2 separate regions of the Zea mays genome follow, and region 1 is linked to region 2. The links are chromatin contacts, called in public Hi-C maps. All regions are on one chromosome and are shown on one strand. The core of a region is the stretch at or near the end of the contact, and the rest is flanking DNA. Distances in the headings are between cores, read along the strand shown.

The links. Hi-C and Micro-C count contacts between places; a contact is called where the count stands out from the background.
Region 1: a Hi-C map of leaf mesophyll shows a contact between it and region 2, with 2.3 times the contacts expected there. The contact joins the promoter of LOC100272262 here to the promoter of LOC100192002 in region 2. A contact is called at or near these places in 5 of 25 Hi-C or Micro-C datasets (bundle sheath, endosperm, leaf and 2 more).

The regions. Positions count from the first base shown.
Region 1 is chr1:42,912,656-42,918,572 of Zm-B73-REFERENCE-NAM-5.0, reverse strand. It overlaps LOC100272262 (probable GPI-anchored adhesin-like protein PGA55), which reads left to right and starts at 3,018. Exons shown (of 4, transcript NM_001310029.1): 1 at 3,018-3,315; 2 at 4,074-4,130; 3 at 4,222-5,917. The coding sequence starts at 4,107.
Region 2 is chr1:42,712,208-42,717,393 of Zm-B73-REFERENCE-NAM-5.0, reverse strand. It overlaps LOC100192002, which reads left to right and starts at 3,701. Exons shown (of 8, transcript NM_001362822.1): 1 at 3,701-5,186. The coding sequence starts at 3,867.

The sequences.
Region 1 (5,917 bases), core at 1,769-4,268, 200 kb before region 2:
GGTCGGCCGGGCCAACGGTCGGCCGCGCGATCTGCGCGGGACACGTGGCCGAGGCAACGGCTAGAAGGGGGCACCGGACTGTCCGGTGTGCACCGGACATGTCCGGTGCGCCAACGGCTCCGCGTCTGCCAACGGTCGGCTTCGCCAATTAAGGAAGGAAATCGGGCACCGGACACTGTCCGGTGTGCACCGGACTGTCCGGTGCGCCCGACGACAGAAGGCAAGGATGGCCTTCCAGATTTGTTCTCAACGGCTCCTAGCTGCCTTGGGGCTATAAAAGGGACCCCTAGGCGCATGGAGGAGACACACAAGCAACCTTAGAGCATTCTTGATCATCCACACTCAGTCTTTGCGCATTCGTTTGTCATTCTAAGTGATTCGAGCTCCGTTCTAGTGAGAACCCAGAGATAGTCTTTGAGCTCGATTCTTGGCCGTGTGTGTGCGCATTTTGCTGTGGATTTGTGTGTGTTGCTTCCCTTCCTTACTCCGTGATTCTTTGTGAACATCAAAAGTGTAAGGGCGAGAGGCTCCAAGTTGTGGAGATTCCTCGCAAACGGGATAAGAAAAGAAAAGCATAACACTGTGGTATTCAAGTTGATCATTGGATCACTTGAGAGGAGTTGAGTGCAACTCTCGTCCGTTGGGACGCCACAACGTGGAGTAGGCAAGTTTTGTACTTGGCCGAACCACGGGATAAATCACTGTGTCTTCTCTGTATTGAATTCTTTGTGATTATCGTATTGTGCAAGACCTTCTCTCTAGCCACTTGGCGATTATTGTGCTAACACTTAACAAGTTTTTATGGCTATAAGTTTAAGTTTCACAGGATCACCTATTCACCCCCCCTCTAGGTGCTCTCAGCATCGTAAACCGCACTATAAAGTTTGAATATAGAAAATTAGTGATGATGATGGGTAAACTAGAGATTGAATAGAGACATAGATTAGATATGTGTTGATTTTAGAAAAACAATAAATTTGATTTCATAATTTTTAGGTTGCGATAAATGTATTATAAATGCATAAAGATTAATTTAGATTTAATATATTTTTGAAAAAATGCATCTCTACTATATACTTAAAGCATCAGTTTCAACGGTAATTCCGTGCCATTTTTTTACAAAAAAGTCACTATATTTCTTATAAATCAACTCAGTGTAAATATTAAAATCGATGCATCAGATGAGGTATGTTAAAAAGCGATGCGCAGAAGGCGGGGTTTGAACCCACACCCTGATGGAAAAGGGTGGAAGACACTTTGGCCAAATTGTCTAACCAGTAGAACATCATACTCAAGTGTTTATAATATTAAATATAAATTGTACATATATATATATATATGTTTTTTTGTAAAATTAAAAAAATCGTGTCGGACCGAGCCAGCACTACGGATCGAGGCTACGGTCTAAGCACCACACGACGCTCGTGCTGGGCTGGCCCAGACACTATTAAATAGATCGTGCCTCGGGCCGACTCGCCAAATATGGCCAATTTGGACATTTATACATCCGCACAATAATGATAGACCTCGCCTGAGTTACCACCACATCGTTCGTCATTATACTTTTTTTTTCTCCCCTCTCATGCGTCCACCTTCGCGCCACCCCATTCTTGTCAGAGGGCGTAGGAGCAGGCGCCTCCTCCCCGTATTCGTACGACACCAGCCCCGACATCGATTCACACAATGACTATTGCACGTCCACGAGGACGTTTCAAATCATGCTCACACTATCGTTTTCGTCGTTGTCGGACGTCCTGTTCGTCTTCCCAGCCTTCGCTCTGTTCTTCCTCCCCAACCTGCTGCCCACAGTCGCAGCCGCGAGCCGACCGATGCTCGTCGATGCGGGTACAGGGCGAGTCGGTCATGCTCCTGGCCTTTCTCCGTGCGTGATGTCGAGGAGGACATGGTGACGCTTGTCATGCTTAGGTTATCTTAGTGACGAGGAGTCCAGGTATGAGATATTGGACAACTAAGACCCGTAGCGTGACAGCAATCGGCATATGCTATAGAGTTGGTGGTGGTGTTGTGTCGCTTCGGCGGGTCCAGGGCTGAGAAGACACTCGCATTCTCTCGCCCTTCTCGGACTGACGCTTGGTGCGGGTGCCTCTTGGTTTGGAGCTGCTCCGGCTGTGCTCTTTCTCCGCTTGCATTCTCTCTCCCTATATATTTAGCGGTATACTACCTATGTCGCCTTCAGATGACCAGGTCTTCGTCGTGTCATTCTCCAGCAACGAACAGGTATGCCCGCCTCTTCCCTTGCCCCTCCTGCTCTACGAAACTTTGGAAGTGGGGGAGGCGAGTGATGATGGTCTCTGATTTGCTGCCTATAATATCCGTGCATTCATAAAAAATATTATGCGAAGAGTGAAAACAACCAATAAAAAAATCTTCAGATCTTTTTTGGTGGATAGTTTATATGGGTATTTGTAAGCCGTCGCAACGCACGGGTTATCGACTAATACTTCTTTATCGTCGGGAAAATAGTAAATAAATACAATAATTTTTAGAACGGTCTAGAGCGATCATAACGTTTTCGTTTTTCTTTCCGGATTTTTTTTCATATTTTCAGTATATATTTTCATTTCTGTTCAGCTATAAATTTTCATAAAATTTCGAAAACCGTTTCCGATAACCGAAAATTACGGCGTTTGTTTTCATCCCTACGCGCGTTTCGCGCGTCTCACATCCGAAAGCGGCGCTAGCGGTAGCGCGCAACGCCGGCGCAACCACTCCGCAGTCCCCAGTCCCCACGTGGTCCGCGCCCATCGCCAGCCTCGCTGACCTAGCCCACGGATCGAGGGCCCCGCCGGAAGATAAATTATTTGGGCGACTAAAGAGGCCTGCCAAAGCGATGCGGACGGCTACAGTAAACCGGCAGCACCACGTGCCGCGCACCCGACCGCCAGATGCGGCTGGGCGTGGGGCCCACAGCGGCGTGGTGGGGACGGGACTCGACTACTCGAGCAAATTCCGGGAAGGCACGCACCGCATCTCAAGACGGCTATAAAAAAAAGAAACAAAATCCGGCGCCGCAGTTTTTCGTTTGGGAGGAGAGGGAGGGAAGGAAGGAATCAGATTGGCGCAGATGAGGCTGGAGGGAGAAGGGAGGCCAGATCAGTTCACCAGTCGACGAAGCAAGCGGCAGGAGGAGGCGGACTAGGGAGTGGTTGGCGCGTCGCCGTCGCGAGCCAGTGAGCTGCCTAGGAGCGCTCCTTTTTAGTCGCTGCGACGCCCGCGCCTGCGTAGGCGCCGTGTGCTCCTGCCGGCCGCACTGAGCGTGGCGAGCTCTGGGCCAGACTCGAGCGATCTTATCAGGTAGTTCATTGTATTTCGCCATTCGTTTTTCCATTCTTTTTGACGTCCCTGTGTGAGACGATGCTGTTTGTTCGGCCCCGGCGAGCGGAGCGGTGGGAGAGGTATACGAGATTTGTGTTGATTCCCCCCTCCCCCACAGTTTTCTCGATCCATCTCGCTGAAACTTGGCCGCGGGTAGATATCGTGTCGTCTTGTTCAGATCGCTGGTTTCCCCTCGACCTCGACGTATATTGGGATGCTTCTATTCCACGCAACCGTGCGATCTTGTTGCTCTTGGCTCTGTGGCCGTGGATTCCATTTCTGCGTTTGGGGAAAGTTCTTTTGGCTGCTCACTTTGCGCTGCACGGCAGCAGTGTGAAGGACTTGGTTCTTCAGCTACTCTAGCGCTTTGATTTGCTTGGGGTTACTAACGATTAAGTGAATGAATCAAGCTGCGGCATCTGGGAAAGAATTGATGGCATCTGGGAAAAAATTGATGGCACTAATCGAATCTTTCTGTTCGTGTTCATCATTAACCCAGTAGATTCGTTTGTATCTACCTTCTGCCAGTCTACTAGGACTACTTAGATAGTTTGATTATTTCTGTATAAAACTCGTACTATCTTTTATTTAACACGGAAATAAACAATTTGCTTCTTTTCTATTAAGAATAGTTTTTCTTCTACCCTATTATCTTCCTGTTTATCGCTGGCTGATACGCGATGCACTGTGCCTTTAATTCTGCTTAATCTGGGGAAACTGACAACGATTTGTACCAGAGGACACAGATTATCAGCTGATTGTCACGGAAGATGTCGCTAGCCAAGAAAGAAGAGGTACTCAGAAACTTCCTCCTCTGAGGTCAATTCTGGTTGTTTGAACGTCTCTTTCACATTTGCCTAAAATTTTTGGGTGTTCTATGAGCAGGTTTGCAGTCACCGACTTGTACCGCGCTTGGACGAGCCTGCGGTTGGTGTGCCTATTAAGAAGAGGCCATTTTTCTTGTCTGACCGATCGGTTGCATCTGCCATACCGCTCTCGACAAAGCCCCCATCTCCAACGAATACAATGCCTGTTGCTGCTACAGGGTCAGGCTGCCGCGAGGAACCCTTCTTCAACATCGCTAACTCAGACAGAAAAGTCATCACCAAAGGTAAGGGAATCCCTGACACTCAGATCCAAGACCATGTCAACACGTCGCTTACTGCGCTATCCATGACCAACGGCAACGGGGTGCTATTTAATGCATCAAGTGAGATCCCTTCTATTGCAGACAGTGCTACAAGGACGTCTGCACCCGATGATGAATTGCAACTTCAAAATTTTTTGGCTCTGGATTTACAGTTACCATCTCGTCAAAGTGGCAAAAATAATAACTATAGCTCTCTTAGGAAGGATGAGAAACTGGGCCAGAGTCGTTCGGAACACTACAATAACGTTCCTGTTGCAAATGAAATCAATGCTTCTGGGAATAGTATTGTTGGGAGATTGCCTAACTTGGATCTGAATATACCTCCGGACCCAGCTGATTCACTTGAAGGTTTGCCTAAAATGCATGAAAGTGGGAGTGGGTTCTATCATCATAGAACAATTCAACATCAGAAAGCTCAGGTGACCCCAGCCGCAGCCATTTCTACGATAAACAGTGGGATAGGTCGAAATATGTGCAGTACTCTGAACATGTCTAATTCATATGGGCTTTCTCATAAGTCTGGACCAGCTGATGTTACCTTAGATTTACAACTTAAACCACCAACTAGACCTGAGCTAGGGATAAACTGGAAAGGACTTGCTCCTGCTCCAGAACTGAGTCTCTCTCTATTTGGTAAGCCTATGGACGAGCCTGAGTTTCCTAGCACCCCCAATGCCTTATTTCATTCTGGAACTGCTGGAAGTTCCAAAAAGGTCAGTGGGGAGGCTGCTGCTACACTTGGGTCAGATAAGGCACCAGTTGAGAAGATTGTAACACCTGTTCCCTGCAATGTAAATCCTCTGAATACTACATCAGCAACTGTTTCTGGAATTGATCAGCTGCCATCTAATAATTTGGTGAAGAAAGAACCTGAAGAAATATCCCAGCAGCATATTATTGACGGCGCTAAAAAGCCAAATCCATTAGAACGACAAAGTGTTGGACAAGTTATCGGTTGTGCTGAATCTGAAAAGACGGACAGTGCACCCCAAGGTGCTCGTAAAATTGGGTTTGATTTGAATTCTGACATCTTTGCAAATAGTAGTATCCATAATGAGTCTGATGTAGCAGCAGTTGATGCCCCAATACCAGCTAAAACTTTACCTGATACTTGCCATGATACGAGCATGCCTGCTGTTCCTGAAGTAGACAAATTTGTGAAGCATGAAGAATCCACAAGTGCCACCCTCAGTCCTGTTGTGGAAACAGGAAATGGTCATACTACACTGTTGGTGGAAGCAAAATCACAGCGTTCGCAAGGTAATGTTGCTAGCCCTGCTGTTGGGTTATCTGAATCCTCCAGCCAGCCCACCGTTTCTACTGTTTGCAAGCCAACAGCCGGCCATATTCGTGCTGATGAGGATACGAGGCAGAGGTCTTGTGATACTAATGAATCTTGCGGTGCATTACCAAGTTCCTCCAATCCTACAG
Region 2 (5,186 bases), core at 2,452-4,951:
AAGACAATTTTCGATCTATAGGCTAGAATTCCCACTCAAACAAAGTGGAAAGGGGGAGCTAGGAGGTCATGGTGGTCGGTTGAATTATGAGCTTGTAGTATTGTTCACTTTTGTGTTCGTCGATCGATGAGTAGGAAGAGGAAATAGGGTATTACACACACTATGACCCAAACCTCTCTCTATTAATTGTACCTAGGTTCAATGCTTCATTGGACTATGCCCTTGCTCTCTCCAATAACTCTTCTTTTCTGTAGTTACATACCCTAGTGTATGTCCACAATGACACTCGACACACTAGGTAGGGGATTAGGGAAAATTTTCTCTGTTGAGATTATTGTATTTTGTTGTGCAACACAACTATGGATACACCAACACAGTCACTTGCTAGAGCAGTCACTTTTAATACTTGCTCTAGTAACTTAGACAATGACCATTGCATAAGCGACGTTAGAACCTCACATAGTCTTCCCCACCACCACCTCCAACAGACGGGCATGTCTAAGTGGGGTTGCATGGTGTGGTTCCCATAGGCCTAGCTTTGGTGTGTGCCTCAACTGGGGTGCACAATGCCTTAAAGGCATTACAGTGTTCAAGTTGTTTCCTTCACACCATTCCAATTGTGTTTAGTGGTATAACCAATGTGTTCTATTGAATAAAACCTACAAAAAAGTTGACATCTATAAAAAATAACAACAATTTTTGTAAGTCGTATAATTCGAGAAATTACAGTTCCTCCTAATAATATAAAAGCATTGTTAAATATATTGTCTGTTTGTAGTGTCCATTGAAAAGATAAGTAACATTATTAGGTGGTCGCAAACCTAAAAATAGGTATGCTATGTGCCAAAAAACAACATAAGCACAATCAAAGAGAAGTGTTGAACTATTTCTTTCCCACAATAAAAGACACCAAAGTTGCACCCCTTTCTAATTTGTCACAAAACTTGCGTTGAGTGCTCATAATTGCAACCCCACATATTTTGGCCAATCTTATGCAACTCACATCCTCGTTGTGCACCATGGCTCCAATATTTAACATGTGTTACATCCAATTCAGTTTACATGTGACTCTATTATATGTTTTGTTAATAATATGAATGTTGAAGTAAAGTAAACTATTTTTGTTGGCATTTTCATGCGCTTGTACATAATTTTGATACCATTGTACTTTTCTATATTGTTCATATGGCACGTTTTATTACAATACCACTTATCTATTTAATGTTGTGACTGGCATATTAAACATGAGATGAAACTATGCATTGAGAGAAGTAGTTTTATTCATGAACCAAATCTTGCAAAAACTATTGTGTGGCTGTATTGAAAAGTATTCATTAATAATAAAACTCACCACATGCAGTAGTATGGAATATATTAGCTTGGGAAAAAATAATGGAGTTTGTTTTCGAACAACTGTTTTAATGCAGCGTATGTATTTGCATTCGTTTTCTTGGTCTCCATGAAACGATCAAATACGTTAGACAAAAACGAATGGAGGGAGTAGTACATTTTTTTACTAAGGGTTTGTTTGTAAACTTAAATCTCCTCCGGGATTTCTGAAGATTGAGAAAAAAATTAAGCTCGATCCTAGAAAGTTCCGGAGTGAATTTAAATTTTTAAACTAGCTCTAAGCGTGTGAACAAGAAGGAAAACTTCGTTTAGACCGTGTGAGTATGTAATCTTTTGCTGGGCTATGACTTGAGATGTTTCTTGGCTATGGACTTCTCAGTCTCTTAGATTTGTGCCTCATCGCTAGAACCCAGCTTGTATAATTCTGTTAAAATTCTAACTTTTTTGTAAAAAAAAAAAACAAGCATCGGTGATCAGCAAAAGATAACTTGCAGTTGAGCAGAAAACCATGTCATCCAAACCCATCGTGTGGCGGTGTTCGCATCCAGACATGCAGTCCCAAGTCCCAACACGAGCCCTTGCTTTCTACTACCAGCTATAAGTAGCTACTCAAGTCAGATCACTCCTTCCACGGTCGCTTTCGTGCATATACACGGATGGATGCCAATCTCTCTCCACCTTTTTTTTTTCCCTGTCGTAATTGCGTGGTGTGTCACGCAGACCGTACACCGTGCGCACTGCCGTCCGAGGCCGTCGCATGTGCGGTTCTGCCTGGCAGGACGCGAGGGGGGACGGGACCCGCCACCACGCCCAAAGTGCGGACACGATTCGGAGTATCTCCTCCAGTACTGTACCACGCCCGTACCGCAAAAGCAGAAGCACGTTGTACAGTCTCTGCCTGCTACTACCATTCCGTTCGATGCCTGCAGGCTGCAGCGCCGTCACCCCCCCCCCCCCCCCCCCCACCCGGGCGGGGGCCGAGCCGACTGACAGCAACGCGCCTCGCGCCGGCGCCTGTAGCACACAGCTGTCCATCCAGATCTGCATCCGCGTGCGCAGTCCGTGCGTCGTCCGTAGCACGGCCGGCGACTTCCAGCTGCTCGTGCTCGGCGATCGTGAACGATTCCCCGAGCGTGCAAGCCGAGAGAGAGACCGCACGGCGACGGTCTGGTCCGGCAGTAGCACGGGCGCGCCATGTGAGCCTGCACTGCATCGCGCTGCCGCGAATCTTGTGGTTGCCCGACACACCGGCTGGCAGCCATGTCTCGGCCGGATCCGGAACGGTGCTGCCGGCTGCCGGCTGCGTGCCTAGTGTGCCTACATTGCCGCCCGGCGCCGGGGCGCTTCCAAGGACTTTCCGGAGCCTGCCTGCAACGAGATGATGACGTGGCGCCTCGCCATTGGCGCCTGTGTCGTCACGGGGGATCTCAACTTTCGCTCGTGATGCGTGGAGGAAACCAGCTGGCTCGGCTGCTTAACGTCGCACTTTCCAAAAAGATTCCTCGCGGCCCGATCCGAGCAGAGCGGCACGCGGCCGACGCACGGTAGCCGCCTTCACAGCTCAACGTCCGGTTTGGTTTGGCCACAGCCACAGGGACCCACGTTTCAGTCTCGATCGAGAGCAATGAACCCCTTCTCCCGTGGCACGCGCAGGCCCAAACACCAACGGGCCTGGAAGCCCAGATCCCTGACGCACACGTGGCGTCACCAGGCTCGTCCTGCTCACGTCGCCCCCAAGTCAAGCAAGGCATCTATCGAAACTCTGCTGCCTCTCTAGGAGTACTACTTTCTAATCGATAGAAACATAAATTTTAATAAAAAATTTTAGATATTTTTTAATATCTTTACTATTCATTCTAGCTTTTTTTGCTTGCTAAAAATTAAGCGAAAATAATTATCTAAAATACATGTAAAATATAGGATAACTGTTAAAGATTGGAAATGTATAAAATAGTTTTAAAATAATGATTCCGAGAGTCAAATTTAGACAGACACGTCGAGACGCTTATAACTGATTAATTAACCCGCACGCATCGTCATCACATTCACATAGGACTGACCCCAGCCGCGACGTTAACGAACTCTCAGTCTCATGACACTGACAGACTGTCTCTACGTGGGAGCCCTTCTTGGCCCCACTTGCAGAGACACAAAGCTTAGAGATAAACCGGCGAGCGCAGCCCGCGAATCGCCCACTAATAAACTATTTCCTCCCAATCTATTCTATCGGTCCATCTACGCCCGCAATAATAAACTATTTTACGCCATTATGTAGGATACCATTATGTATGTATATATAGAGAAAAAAGGGGTAGGAGAGGAAAAGCTTCTCCCCCTCTCCATCTTGCTTGTGCGCTGCAATCGCCATCGCCTCCTTGCCCATTCTCCGCGCCGCCGCCTCCTCCTCCGCTCCCCTCCTTCTTCTAGGGTTTCTACTCCATGCGATCTCGCGGCCTTGGTGGCGCGGGACAGTAGGGACGCCCCCTCTCCATCGAATCTAGAGAGTCAGCGACCCAATGGGTAAGGGCGGGCAGGACGAAGGCAAGCGGCGGGCCGGATCCGCCGCCTCCGATCCGGACCCCGCCGCGCCGGTCTTCCCGGCGTGGGCGCGCACCCCAAGCGAGTGCCTCGCGGAGCTAGGCGTCTCGGCGGACCGCGGGCTCAGCTCCGAGGAGGCGGCGGCGCGGCTGCAGCGGTACGGGCCCAACGAACTCGAGCGGCACGCCCCGCCGTCGGTCTGGAAGCTCGTTCTCGAGCAGTTTGATGACACGCTCGTGCGCATCCTGCTCCTGGCGGCCGTCGTCTCCTTCGTGCTCGCGCTTTACGACGGCGCAGAAGGCGGCGAGGTGGGCGTCACCGCCTTCGTCGAGCCGCTCGTCATCTTCCTTATCCTCATCGTCAACGCCGTCGTCGGCGTCTGGCAAGAGAGCAACGCCGAGAAGGCGCTCGAGGCGCTCAAGGAGATCCAGTCGGAGCACGCAACCGTCAAGCGTCATGGGCGGTGGTCGCATGGCCTCCCCGCGCGCGACCTCGTCCCCGGGGACATCGTTGAGCTCCGGGTCGGGGACAAGGTTCCCGCGGACATGCGCGTGCTCCAGCTCATCAGCTCGACCCTCCGCGTCGAGCAGGGATCTCTCACCGGCGAGACCGCTTCTGTTAACAAGACCAGCCACAAGATCGAGTTGGAGGACACTGACATCCAGGGAAAGGAGTGCATGGTTTTTGCCGGCACCACTGTTGTCAATGGCAGTGCTGTCTGTGTTGTGACGGGCACTGGCATGGCGACTGAAATTGGCAAGATCCACGCCCAGATCCAGGAGGCATCTCAGGAGGAGGACGACACGCCACTTAAGAAGAAGCTCAATGAGTTTGGTGAGGCGCTAACTGCCATAATTGGGGTGATCTGTGCCTTGGTCTGGCTCATCAACTTGAAGTATTTCCTTTCCTGGGAGTATGTTGACGGGTGGCCTAGGAATTTCAAATTCTCATTTGAGAAGTGCACATATTACTTTGAGATTGCAGTGGCACTGGCCGTTGCAGCAATTCCAGAGGGCTTGCCTGCTGTGATCACCACATGCTTGGCACTCGGCACAAGGAAGATGGCACAGAAGAATGCCCTTGTGAGGAAGCTGCCGAGTGTGGAAACATTGGGTTGTACAACTGTGATTTGCTCTGATAAGACCGGAACTTTGACCACAAACCAGATGTCAGCAGTGAAGCTTGTGGCAATTGGGAGGTGGCCTGATACTCTTAGGAGCTTTAAGGTTGATGGAACCACTTATGATCCAACTGATGGGAAGATACATGATTGGCCAAGCTTGAGCATGGATGAAAAT